3 separate regions of the Sus scrofa genome follow, and regions 1 and 3 are each linked to region 2. A link is a contact called in public Hi-C and promoter capture Hi-C data. All regions are on one chromosome and are shown on one strand. Each heading gives the region's core, a stretch centred on a gene start, on an enhancer-like site or on the middle of the called end of the contact. The rest is flanking DNA. Distances are from core to core; before and after follow the strand shown.

The links. Promoter capture Hi-C pulls out the DNA fragments that hold promoters and counts their contacts. Hi-C and Micro-C count contacts between places; a contact is called where the count stands out from the background.
Region 1: a contact with region 2 is called in a promoter capture Hi-C map of fetal liver, with 4 times the contacts expected there. The contact joins the promoter of SIAH2 here to the promoter of TSC22D2 in region 2. A contact is called at or near these places in 1 of 5 promoter capture datasets (fetal liver), 6 of 47 Hi-C or Micro-C datasets (alveolar macrophages, fetal heart ventricle, heart right ventricle and 2 more) and 2 of 2 datasets of contacts at active chromatin or transcription factors (alveolar macrophages and skeletal muscle).
Region 3: a contact with region 2 is called in a Hi-C map of embryonic fibroblasts, with 4 times the contacts expected there. The contact joins the promoter of PFN2 here to the promoter of TSC22D2 in region 2. A contact is called at or near these places in 2 of 5 promoter capture datasets (fetal liver and liver), 8 of 47 Hi-C or Micro-C datasets (embryonic fibroblasts, epiblast stem cells, fetal heart ventricle and 4 more) and 1 of 2 datasets of contacts at active chromatin or transcription factors (skeletal muscle).

The regions. Positions count from the first base shown.
Region 1 is chr13:90,970,101-90,973,838 of Sscrofa11.1, reverse strand. SIAH2 (E3 ubiquitin-protein ligase SIAH2) reads left to right here and starts at 2,301. Exons shown (of 2, transcript XM_003358611.4): 1 at 2,301-3,168. The coding sequence starts at 2,752.
Region 2 is chr13:90,638,697-90,642,412 of Sscrofa11.1, reverse strand. It overlaps TSC22D2 (TSC22 domain family protein 2), which reads right to left and starts at 1,918. Exons shown (of 3, transcript XM_005652407.3): 1 at 1-1,918. The coding sequence starts at 875.
Region 3 is chr13:90,184,727-90,188,494 of Sscrofa11.1, reverse strand. It overlaps PFN2 (profilin-2), which reads left to right and starts at 2,517. Exons shown (of 3, transcript XM_005654030.3): 1 at 2,517-3,768.

The DNA of each region.
Region 1 (3,738 bases), core at 1,052-3,551, 330 kb before region 2:
AGCTGTGGTGTAGGTTGCAGACGCGGCCCGGATCCCGCGTTGCTGTGGCTCTGGCGTAGGCCGGTGGCTACAGCTCCGATTCAACCCCTAGCCTGGGAACCTCCATATGCCTGGGAGTGGCCCAAGAAATAGCAACAACAACAACAACAAAAAAAAAAAAAAAAAAAAGAAGGAGGGCTCTGGAGCTTTTCTAATATGATCAGCTGTATGATCTTGAGCAAATTAATCTCCCTGAGTCTCATTTTCTTCAACTATAAAATGGAGATAACAATAGTACCTAGCAAGTAGGATTGGGGCGAAGTCCTTTGAACCAGTCATGCCCCATACACAGTGAGCACTCAATAAATATCAGTTATTATTATTTTGTATTCCCCTGGAGCATCCTTCCAAAAACCCAGATTCAGCCACCACCTCACAGCACTTTTCAAATACCTACAGGGGTTACTCCTTGTCACTGAGATAAAGGTCTTATCAGGCCAACTGAGACTCCCATGCACCATCCCCACTGCCCCCCTAACCAAGCCCCAGTGCATCTTGCTTTAGCTGCTGCTACAATGCCTTCATCCCCACCCCATGGCACCTGTTCTTCTGAAATCTTCCAAAAGTGTTTGGTTATTGGCATTGCTCCCTTACTAGAAATGAGACTGAAGGAGAACCATTCTCAGAGCCCAAACAGTGGTTGGTACATAATAAATGCTTGGGAAATATCTACTGAATGATTGAATGACATCACATCTATTAATTTTTTTCATGATTTAGATTAATTCCACCAATTCAAGCACGTAGGCTTTCTAGATACCCTGTATAAGATTAAACTTTCTTCTGGGCTCTAATAGAGTATTTCTTGGACAAGTTTTATTCACTAATATTTACTAACGGTAAAATTCACTAATAACATTTTTAAATAATAACAGCTAACGTTTAAGCAGTGCTTATGATGGGCCAGTTTCTTGGCATAAGTCAAACTCATTTAACCCTCACCACCCCACCTATAAGACAGGCACTGGGGTTTTGTTTTTTTTGTTTACGGTGGCTGTAGGTGATTTTTTTTTTTTTTCGTTGCACCCTTGCATCCTTTATGCTATGCCAGGGACTGAGTCCGAGCTGCAGCTGCGACCTAGGATGCAGCAGGACAATACAGGATCCTTTAACCCACTGCCCCACCGGGACCAAACATACACCTCCCCAGCCACGGGAGCCACTGCAGTGGAATTCTTAACCCAGTGTGCCACTGCAGGGACTCCTAGAGAGGTACTGTTTTTATTCCACTTTTTCAAATAAGGAAATTGAGACGCAGAGAAATAAAGAACTTGTCCAAAGTCACACAGATGGTAAGCGGAGGACACCGCTCTTCACCCAGGCCTGACTGTTGTTCCTTACCACTGTCTCTCCTGCAAGGAATCGCCTGATTCCCAGCTACGTAGCCCCTTCCCCCAGTTCCAAGGTCAGGGGCTCGAAGTAAGCAGAAAAGCAATTTAACTCAGTACACATTAACTCGTGGTTCCCTCCAGGCTACCACCCTTCTCTAAGGCTTCGGCTTGGCGTGCAAAACGAGTACCCACATCTTGCATCAAAGTTGTGCACTTCTGACGGGTCTCAAAGATGAGGCTGTGTTGTATTGGAGGGGGTCACCCACTGTCGTCGCGTGTTTCAAGACCCAAGCCACATTTCTGGCACTCCTAGAATCTGGCAATCTCGAACTCTCTTTTTAGCAAACACTGACCACGAACTGCCTCCCGGGCCTGCCAGCAAGTCAGATGCTTTGAATTCAACGAAGGCTTCGGCAGGTCAGATGACAACAGGAATAGTTTACCTCCTCCCCGCCTTAGGCAGCAGGACCAAGAAGTGGTTCAAACACATCCTTAAGCGCCCAGCGCTAGATCCTGCGCCGCTGCAGACCTGATCCAAGCCCCTCGTCCTGCTCCATGCCTAAAGCTCCGTGTCTCGACCCAGAGCTCCATCCTAAGTGCCAGGTTGGCGGCGCCGCACGCCTTCTCAGCTCTCTGCTGACTCAACCCGGGAAAGCGTAACTAACCTCTCGTTTTTTTCCGACCAGTCCAAGGACGCCCGCGTCCCGCCCCGCCCACCACTCAAGCCCCAGCCCCGCCTAAAGTTGCCCTTCTGGTTTGCGCCCGCGGGACGCGTCAGCGTGTCTCCCCGGGGTGTGGCTAAAGGACTTCAGCGACGCCTTTCTGAAGGGCGGCCCCCTCCGCAACCCGGAAAGGCAGATCCCGCGCGGCGGCGGCGGCGAGTCGGGCATGCTCACTGGCGCGGGCCGGGCCGGCAGCCCTGGCAGGAAGCGCCCGCGCTAGGCGGCCCCCGGCGCTGCCAGCTGGAGTCGGGCGGAGCCGGCGCCCCAGCGCAGGGTGGCTCCGCCAGTCCCCGCGCGCCTGGGCGGCCTCACACGTGTCCAGGCGTCACGTCCGCGCGCGCCCCCGGGGCTTGCGTCAGCTGCTGCTCCGGTAGCGGGTGGGCCGAGGTTCTGCGTACAGCTCGGCTTTGGGGCCACGACGCCGCGGGGAGGAGGAGTCTGGGGGTGCGGAGGGGAGTTCGGAGCTCCCGGGGCCGCAGAGATCGTCGGCGTGGTCCAGTCCCCCGCCTGCCCGGCGCCGACTGTCTTCACTGCTTGGTCCTGGGCTGGGCGCGGTGGCGTTGCCCCGGAGCCCGCCGCCCGCGGGGCGCGCACCGCCTTGACCCCGGCGGCCCCGCGGCAGGCAGGCGCCCGCAGTTCCATGGTTGGTTCAGAGCGCGATGAGCCGCCCGTCCTCCACCGGCCCCAGCGCTAACAAACCCTGCAACAAGCAGCCGCCGCCGCAGCCCCAGCACGCTCCGTCCCCGGCTGCGCCCCCGGCCGCCGCCACCATCTCGGCTGCGGGCCCCGGCTCGTCCGCGGTGCCCGCCGCGGCGGCGGTGATCTCGGGCCCCGGAGGCGGCGGCGGGGCTGGCCCGGTGTCCCCGCAGCACCACGAGCTGACCTCGCTCTTTGAGTGCCCGGTCTGCTTTGACTATGTCTTGCCCCCAATCCTGCAGTGCCAGGCCGGGCACCTGGTGTGTAACCAATGCCGCCAGAAGTTGAGCTGCTGCCCGACGTGCAGGGGCGCCCTGACGCCCAGCATCAGGAACCTGGCTATGGAGAAGGTGGCCTCGGCAGTCCTGTTTCCCTGCAAGGTAAGCTCAGGTGCCAGCTGCGCACTTTTCCCGGCGACCTGAAACTCCCTTATCCTCCAAACCACTCGCAGGCGCTGGGAGGCAGGCGGCATCTCTCTTATTTTAACAACAACAACAACAAAAGTTTACACCTTGTCCACCCTCCCCCATGCCCACCTGTCCACTTTGGGAGTAGCTTTGGGGTGACAGCTGCCCGATCACTGACCCCAGCCTAACTGGCACGCGATCGCTGTTCGAACACATCACAGCTCTCCCACCGGGAGCCTGCGTACTCTGCAGACGTGTACTTGGGTGTGCTTGGTAGAGCTGGGCCGCTCAAGTAAAACTTGGATCGGGAAGCTGACCATCTGTGAGGGATTGAAGAAGGGGAAAAGGGTAAACTAAACGCACCCTTTACCAGCACTGGCCTTGGAAGGAGTGGTACTAGATTCCTCCTGCATGGTTTTGCGCACCCCTGACACATGGGAGCCTTTTGCACACCCCTGACACGTGGGAGCCCTCCGGAATGAGGCTAAAAAAAGGGTACCTATAGCCTGTTTTCCTCCAACAATAAGAAAACCCTCTAAGCCA
Region 2 (3,716 bases), core at 669-3,168:
GCCGAGCTTGGAGCGACAGCCCCACCTACGGGCGGCGGCTGCGGCTGCGGCTGCGGCTGCCCAACGCCAAAACTCTGCGGCGGGGCCGGGGCGGGTTGGCTCATTTTCTCCGACGGGGGTAGCTGTGACACAGCAGTCAAGGAACTGTCAGTTCCCGAGTCGGGCCCGTGCGCCCCAGGCATGGAGGCCACCACCACCACCACCGATCCTCCGGTGGCGCCCAGGCCGCTGTCCCGTTCCGCAGTCTGGTCAAAAGTATTGCTGTGCCTAATACAATCTCCGGACCGAGTCAGGACACTGCTATCGGAATCCCGCTCATAGTATTCCATACACGTCCATCGGCCGCGTCTGTAAGGCTCCCCGCTGCCGTGGTCCAGCTTGATCACGCGAAAACGGGAGCTACAAGTGGTAGGGGGCTGCGATGGGGCGGCAGTCCCCGGCCCGGCGGAGGGGCCTGCGACAGGGGGCACGCCGGGGGCCCCCGAAGAGTGGGCCGAGGTGGCGGCCGATGCCAGGGTACTGGCCAGCACCCCAGCCACGCTCCGGGTCGAAAGGGCTCCTCCTCCGTTAGCGGGAGCGGTCGCCGCGGCCGCCAGCTGCCCGTCCAGGAGGAGGTTGGGGGAGACGGTCCCAGGGGTCTCCGCATCCCCAACATTGTTGAGCGTCTCTTCGGAGGAGCTGCGCTCGCAGACTTCCTCGGGCCCGTAATCCGTGGCCCGAGAAACGTCGAATATCTCGGAGGAGACGTCCTCTGTGCGTGACTCGTCCGGGTCGTCCAGGCTCTCAGTGTCCTCAGTGATGCTAGTGGCCACCTGGGCCGTGGTGACACTGGTTATCTGGAAGCAGCTCTTCTTCTTGGCCGGCATCTTGGACATGGTGAGGAAGGCTGGAGAGCAGAGTGGCACGGCGGCTCCTCTGCGATCTTGCCGGAAACCAGGAAGGGCAGAGCACCGGCCCCCAAAGACAAAGTCCGGGTCCGCACCGGGGTCTGAGGCCCGACGCTGTTACGAGTCACGGGCTGATCTGGGCACCGGCTGCTCGGTGAGACATCCTCCTCCCGTTTCCTTCTCGATGTCGGTTTCTCCGGCTCTGCCCGGGTCTCACTCGCGCGGCGGCTCCTCCTTCCTTCTCGCCTCCCGCAGCCGCGGCGCCTCAATTCAATACCCCCAGTAGCGGCGAGAGCGCGTTTCCAGGGGCGGGCCGGCTGCTTCCTCCTCTTGTCTCCGGGCTGCCGTGGTCAGTCCAGCTCGGCGCTCGGCGCGGTCAGCAGGCCTTGGCTGGGGGTGGGAGTGGGAGGGCGAAGGGGAGGAGGCGGCGGCGGCGGCGGCGGCGTGAGGGGCGGTGCTGCCCCGCTCCGGCTCCTAGAGCCAGTGCCGGCGTCAGCTCCGAGCTCTCGGACGCCGAGGGTGGACGGAGAAAGAGTGGCGAGTCCGGAGCCGGGATTCCTGATTCAGCCAGGCGCCGCGGGCGGGCGGCGGAGCTTCGGCGCGGGCGGGCGGCCCTCCCTCCCCGGCTCTAGCCGGAGCTCAACCCCAGGGACATGTCGACCGTCTCTGGCGGAAACCCGCTCCGGGGGAGGAGAAAGCCGGCTCGGTCCTCCCCTTACACAGGGGGAGCCACCCCCGCAGGCGGGCGGCGGCGGCGGTCTCGGCCTCCCCTCGCGGCTCTTGAGAGAGTGAGGGGCGGCGGCCGGCTAGCCGGCGAGCGGCGGCGCTCCAGCTGTGTGAGGTAGCGGCGGTAGCTTCTTAGGCTTCTCCTCGGTGCGCCCAGTTCGCAGGTCCTGGAGAAACTGAAATTCAAACTGCTGAAGCGACGGCTGCAGCTCCCTCCCCTCGGCCAAGATGGGGCTGAAATGGCCGCGCCAAGGATGCTGGGAGTAGCAGCAGCCCCGCTGCTGCCGCCGCTGCTGCCGACTAAAATGCCGCCGCGCCGCAGCCACCGCCAGCGCCGCAGCCGCCGTTCCGTGACGCACCGGCGTCGTGACGTCACCGCCCCGCCTCCTCCGGTTTCCTGCAGTTTCGCGTGGAGGCTGGGGGGGCAATGGGCGGGGCTAAAGGTTAAGAAAGGGGAGCGGTTTTTTATTTAAAAATTTTTTTTATATTTTGCTCTTTCGGTCTTTAAGAGTTGAACAACTAAAAACTCTAAAATTCCAAGCCTAGAGAAACTTCCAGCCGCGCCAATCGAATGTTTTTATATCAGTTTTTTCCAAGACACTGGAAGACTGGAGATCATGTGCTTACTGTGTCTAATGTTTAGCAAAATCTTAGTGAAACAAGGTGATGGGAATGGGGGTTGGGGTATTTAACTAGAATAAAGAGGGAGGCGGCTGGAGGAACCGAATCACCTAAAAAGTCTTTCCTGAAAATAAATGTTATCTATTATAGTCAGAGGAGTGAAATGTTGAGAGAAATGGGGATGATTAACCAAGAATAGCAAGCCAGACTGAGTCAGAAAAAGGATCTTTCAGCCAGAAATTCTGTCTCAGGCAATGGCATCAGAAGATGGTTACTTGCCCAGGCTGAGGTCAGTTTAAAAAAAGATTAGAGGTTACCAACATATTCCTAATTTTCTTGAGTTTGTTGTGATTCCAGCATCGAAGAGTTCATTTAAACATCTTGAGACTGTTTTTACTTTCAGCATGAAATCAGCTTATGGGCTCCATAAATGTAGAACCTACTGCGTTAAATAGTTGTAGTTCTTTCTTTTGTTTATTCTAAAACTCTTAGTAGGAGCCAGAGTGTTAGATGGTTTGGATTGGGCCATGAACAATCAGAAAACGTTAGAAAGCACCCTTTCCTGTCCAGAAGTAGCTATGAAAGTAGTGGAGAATTTATCACCGTTTAGTTCCTTTCTGGTAGAAGAAAATGGTAAGGGCCATTTTTATAAACAGATAAAAAATGGTGAGGAAGGGGACTCTTGAACTTTGGACATACATCATTTAGGTAAAATCTAAGATGTCTTGATGTAAATCAAAATTTCCTCATGATGACTGACATAAATCAGTTAATCATTGTACTCAGTTCTCTAATTTTTGAAGAATAAAAATACTTTTTATCCCTAAGAATGTTCTGATAATTAAAATTTACAGTTTTTTTTAAGGCCCTCAGTTGTAAATAAAATACAGAGATATGTCATTTACCAGTAGAAACCATGCCCTCCAAACCCAAGTGACTGAAGACAGGATGTGAAATAAGACCACATAATAACATCCCTGTTTCTTAAGGGGGTGGGGGGGGAATAAAGGAACAAAGTGTAACATTATGCTGCTATTGTGGCAGAGATAGCTAATAGAATGTTTCATTTTGAAATGTGTAATTTCAGTAATTGCTGGAGACTGTTTTCCATCAATAAGATCAACTGGTTACATCCAATATGAATTTATAAAAACTTAATTTGATTTTGGATTGATTTACCAGATTGTTAAAAGCACCATCATCAATGGGTGATGTTGAGTGTGTGGCATTTGGAAAAATAAATATTGTATGCCTCTTTGGCCCATTATATTACCTTATTACATAAAATTATTGATTACTTCTTTTTTGGGGGAGAGTTGCACCCACGACATACGGAGGTTCCCAGGATAGGGGTCCAATCGGAGCTGTAGCCGCTGGCCTATGCCACAGCCACAGAAATGCCAGATCTGAGCCGAATCTGTGACCTACACCACAGTTCACTGCAATGCTGGATCCTTAACCCACTGAGCAAGGTCAGGGATT
Region 3 (3,768 bases), core at 1,268-3,767, 450 kb after region 2:
GCTCAGTGGGTTAACGATCCGGCGTTGCCGTGAGCTGTGGTGTAGGTCGCAGATGTGGCTTGGATCCTGCGTTGCTGTACCTCTGGCATAGGCTGGTGGCTACAGGTCCGATTCGACCCCTAGCCTGGGAACCTCCATATGCCGAGGGAGCGGCCCAAAGAAATAGCAAAAAAAAAAAAAAAAAAAAAAAAGAGAAAGAAAGGAAGAGTCCTCAATTTAAGACATTGGAATTCCTACTTATTTAAGATTAAGGAAATATAAATTCACAATCTAAGATCACCAAGTGCACAAGGGGGCAAGCCACCATGGGTAAGAAAGATTAAAAAAAATAATACACAACTTATGTAGATATTGGAATTGTAACAAAGTATAGATTAGCTAGGTTATACATATCTAAAGAAAGAATGAACCACAAAGATGGGCAAGCAATAAGACTATTAGGAATAATGAGAAAGATCTGTGTAATAATAAAATGGACTTTCTAAAAATAGATTTTTTGAAATTTGAAAAAAAAAACCTCAGTGTGGGGTTTAACAACAGGTGAAACATAGTCAAAGAGTGAACTGGTAGTGAAAGACAAACATCATATGATATCACTTATGTGGAATCTAGCGATGGATACAAATGAAATTATTTGCAGAACAGAAACAGACTCATTGACTTTGAAAAACTTACGGTTATCAAAGAGGACAGGTTGGGGGAAGGATGGACTGGGGGTTGGGACTGGCATATGCACACTGAGATATATGGAATGATTAGCCAGTGTGGACCTGCCGTATAGCACAGACAACTCTATCCAATATTCTGTGAAAATCTGTGTGGGAAAATCTGAAAGAGAATGGATGTGTGTACATGCATAACTGAATCAGTCTGTTGTACAGTAGAAATTATCACAACATTGTAAATAAACTGTACTTCAATAAAACTTTAAAAAAAAGAAAGAAAAAAAAAAGTGAACTAGAACATTTGACTGAAGAAATTGCCCAGGATGCAGCAGAGCGGTAAGAAGTTGAAAAACATGAAACAAGCTTAGACACGTGAAGAATAGAAGAGGCAAAAGAAACATTTATTCTGAATCCTAAAAGAAGAGAGTAGTGAGAACAGAGGAAAGGAATCATTGCAGAGATAATTGAGAATTTTCTAGAAGTGATCATAAATATAAATCTATTTTTCCAAGTAGAATTAAAGACACCCAGGTGTAGATACATCAGAGTGGAACTGTAAGACAGCAAGTACAAAAGATTTCAAAGTACCCAGAGAAAAAGCACAGACCATCCATAAAGGCACAGGAGCAATGATGAAAATCAGAATGAATGAAATAATATCTTCAAGGTGTCGGTCTTACACTGTAAATCCAATCTATTTTTTTTTAAGTGAAAGTAATATAAAGACATTTTTAGATAAAACCAGCAAGTTTGCCATCAAAAGACCTCCACTAAAAGAACTTCTAAATATTTACTTTAGCAAGAAAAAAATGATCATAGAATGATGGTCTGAGATATGAAATGGTGAGTAAAATAGGAAATGTATAAATACATGTGTGTAAACATCTCTGTAAAATAATAGTCTGCAGAGGTGTGACCAGACTTAAAGTGTTCTAAGGTCCTCAGATTGTCTGATTAGGGGGTTTAAGATATTATTTAATTTAAAGCTTTGTTCTACTAAATATGCATGGTAAAATTTCCAGGGTAACACCAAAAGAATAGAAATTGAACATATAAAATTCCACATGAATGAAAAATTAAAGGACAGATTGCATACTAGACAAAAACATTTTTAAAAAATGAAGTTGAAAGTCCTAATTTCAGTTAATTAAAGGTTTGAAGTGGTCTTAATTAGTGTTTTACTGTTTCTCCATAGTTTCAGTTCCTACCCCAGTGTTTATCAGGTTGATTACATCTTCACAATCAGAACTTCTTGTTTCTTGGTATTTTGCTAAAATGGTGTGCACATGGACTTAAATGGGCTCAGCCACTCCTTGACTGATACATTGAAGAATCTGGCTTAACACATAGTTACTGTTTTCCTAAATAAGAATAAAATATTTTTTGAAAGAATGCATAATAATGCATTCCACATCTAAATAAGCTATGATTATTATTAGCTACATCTGGATATCTGTATCAACAACAGAGTTTTGACTTTTGTCTACTTCTGCCCAGACATCACTATTATCACTGCAGGGATCAATTACCCTGAAAAACGGGAGAGAGAGATACAAATTAGTACATTTTCTCATACTGATACTCTCTGGGACTTAAGTTACTTATACTGCTAATCCTAAAACTCACTTCTACTTATACCTTTTGAAACACTTTGTGGTTAGCAATATTATATGAAATAGAGACAGATCATTGCATACAAACAGAAAATGAGGCAGCGTGGGCCTAAGCTGGCTGTAAAGAAAACAGGCACAGGATTCTTTTACTATAGTACTGAAAAGAGACAGACAGTAGAACTTCTTTGAATATATCATCTCAAAATGTAAACTGTAAAACCCAGTTAGTCTTTAACACAGATTTATTTTTCATTGTTGTTTAAAATTTACTGTATAACAAATAAAATTTATTGTATGCAATTGTGGAAAAGAACACTGTTGGAAAAGTGGAACAATAATTTAAAAATGTTATATTTTGAAAAATGATTATAGGAGCTCTAAACTCTAATGTTGGAGTTCCCATCATGGTACAGCGGAAACAAATCCAACTAGGAACCATGAGGATGAGGATTCGATACCTGGCCTCGCTCAGTGGGTTAAGGATCCAGCGTTGCCGTGAGCTGTGGTCTAGGTCGCAGTGGAGCTCAGATCCGGCGTGGCTGTGGCTGTGGCGTAGGCTGGCGGCAACAGCTTCAATTAGTCCCCTAGCCTGGGAACCTCCATATGCCATGAGGGCATCCCTAAGAAGAGACAAAAAAGCAAAAAAAAAAAAAAAAAAAAAAAAAATTCTTATGTTTTACCCAGTGTTGTTGTTTTACCCAGTGTGTTTTAGAATGTTTTGAGATTTGAATATCCAGAACATCCAATTAGTGTAATCCTTTTGCTGTTTAAAGATAACAGTAAAAGAAACAATGGAATGCAGTTATTTGCATCTCTTTGCTATAGTCTAAAAATTAAATCCTAAAAACTTCAGAGTAGATTAATAAAAGTCAATTTCAAACTATCATCGTTTTTCTTTTCTCTCATTACCTTTACTATTTAAATTTATTGAATTATATGATGTGTACAAAGCACAAATCATAAGTGTGGAGCTTGACAAATTCTTACTATGACAATATTGTGTTATCAGCACACTGCTATTAACTTTTAAGTTGATAAACTGGTAATATTGAAGGATTAAAATCATCAACGACCACCACAAAAAAGTAGTAAACAAGAATGAGAGTGTAAATCAAGTGAGAGGCACACTTGCAAACACGGAACAATTTTTGACACATTTTAAAACAAATTTTCTGTAACATAAGAATATGAGAGAATTCATTGTCTCAATCTGAATGGAACCTCACTTGGGGGTTCTCTTACTGTGCTTCCCTTTCTGCAGGAGTTGTACCTTTCAAAGCAAACAGTAGGAAAAAAAAATACAAGCTTCAGAACCAATTAGATTGCTTAGCAACATTCGTCTTCTTAGTTACACCTGTTTAATCCTCCTGTCACAAGTTGTGACCTTACAGGATAATTTTATAAAGTTGAAAATCAACTTTTCAACGTTTTTAGACGCTCTTTCGCTGGTTTACAGGTCGTTTTGCTCATTTAAAATTGAAGTTGTGTAG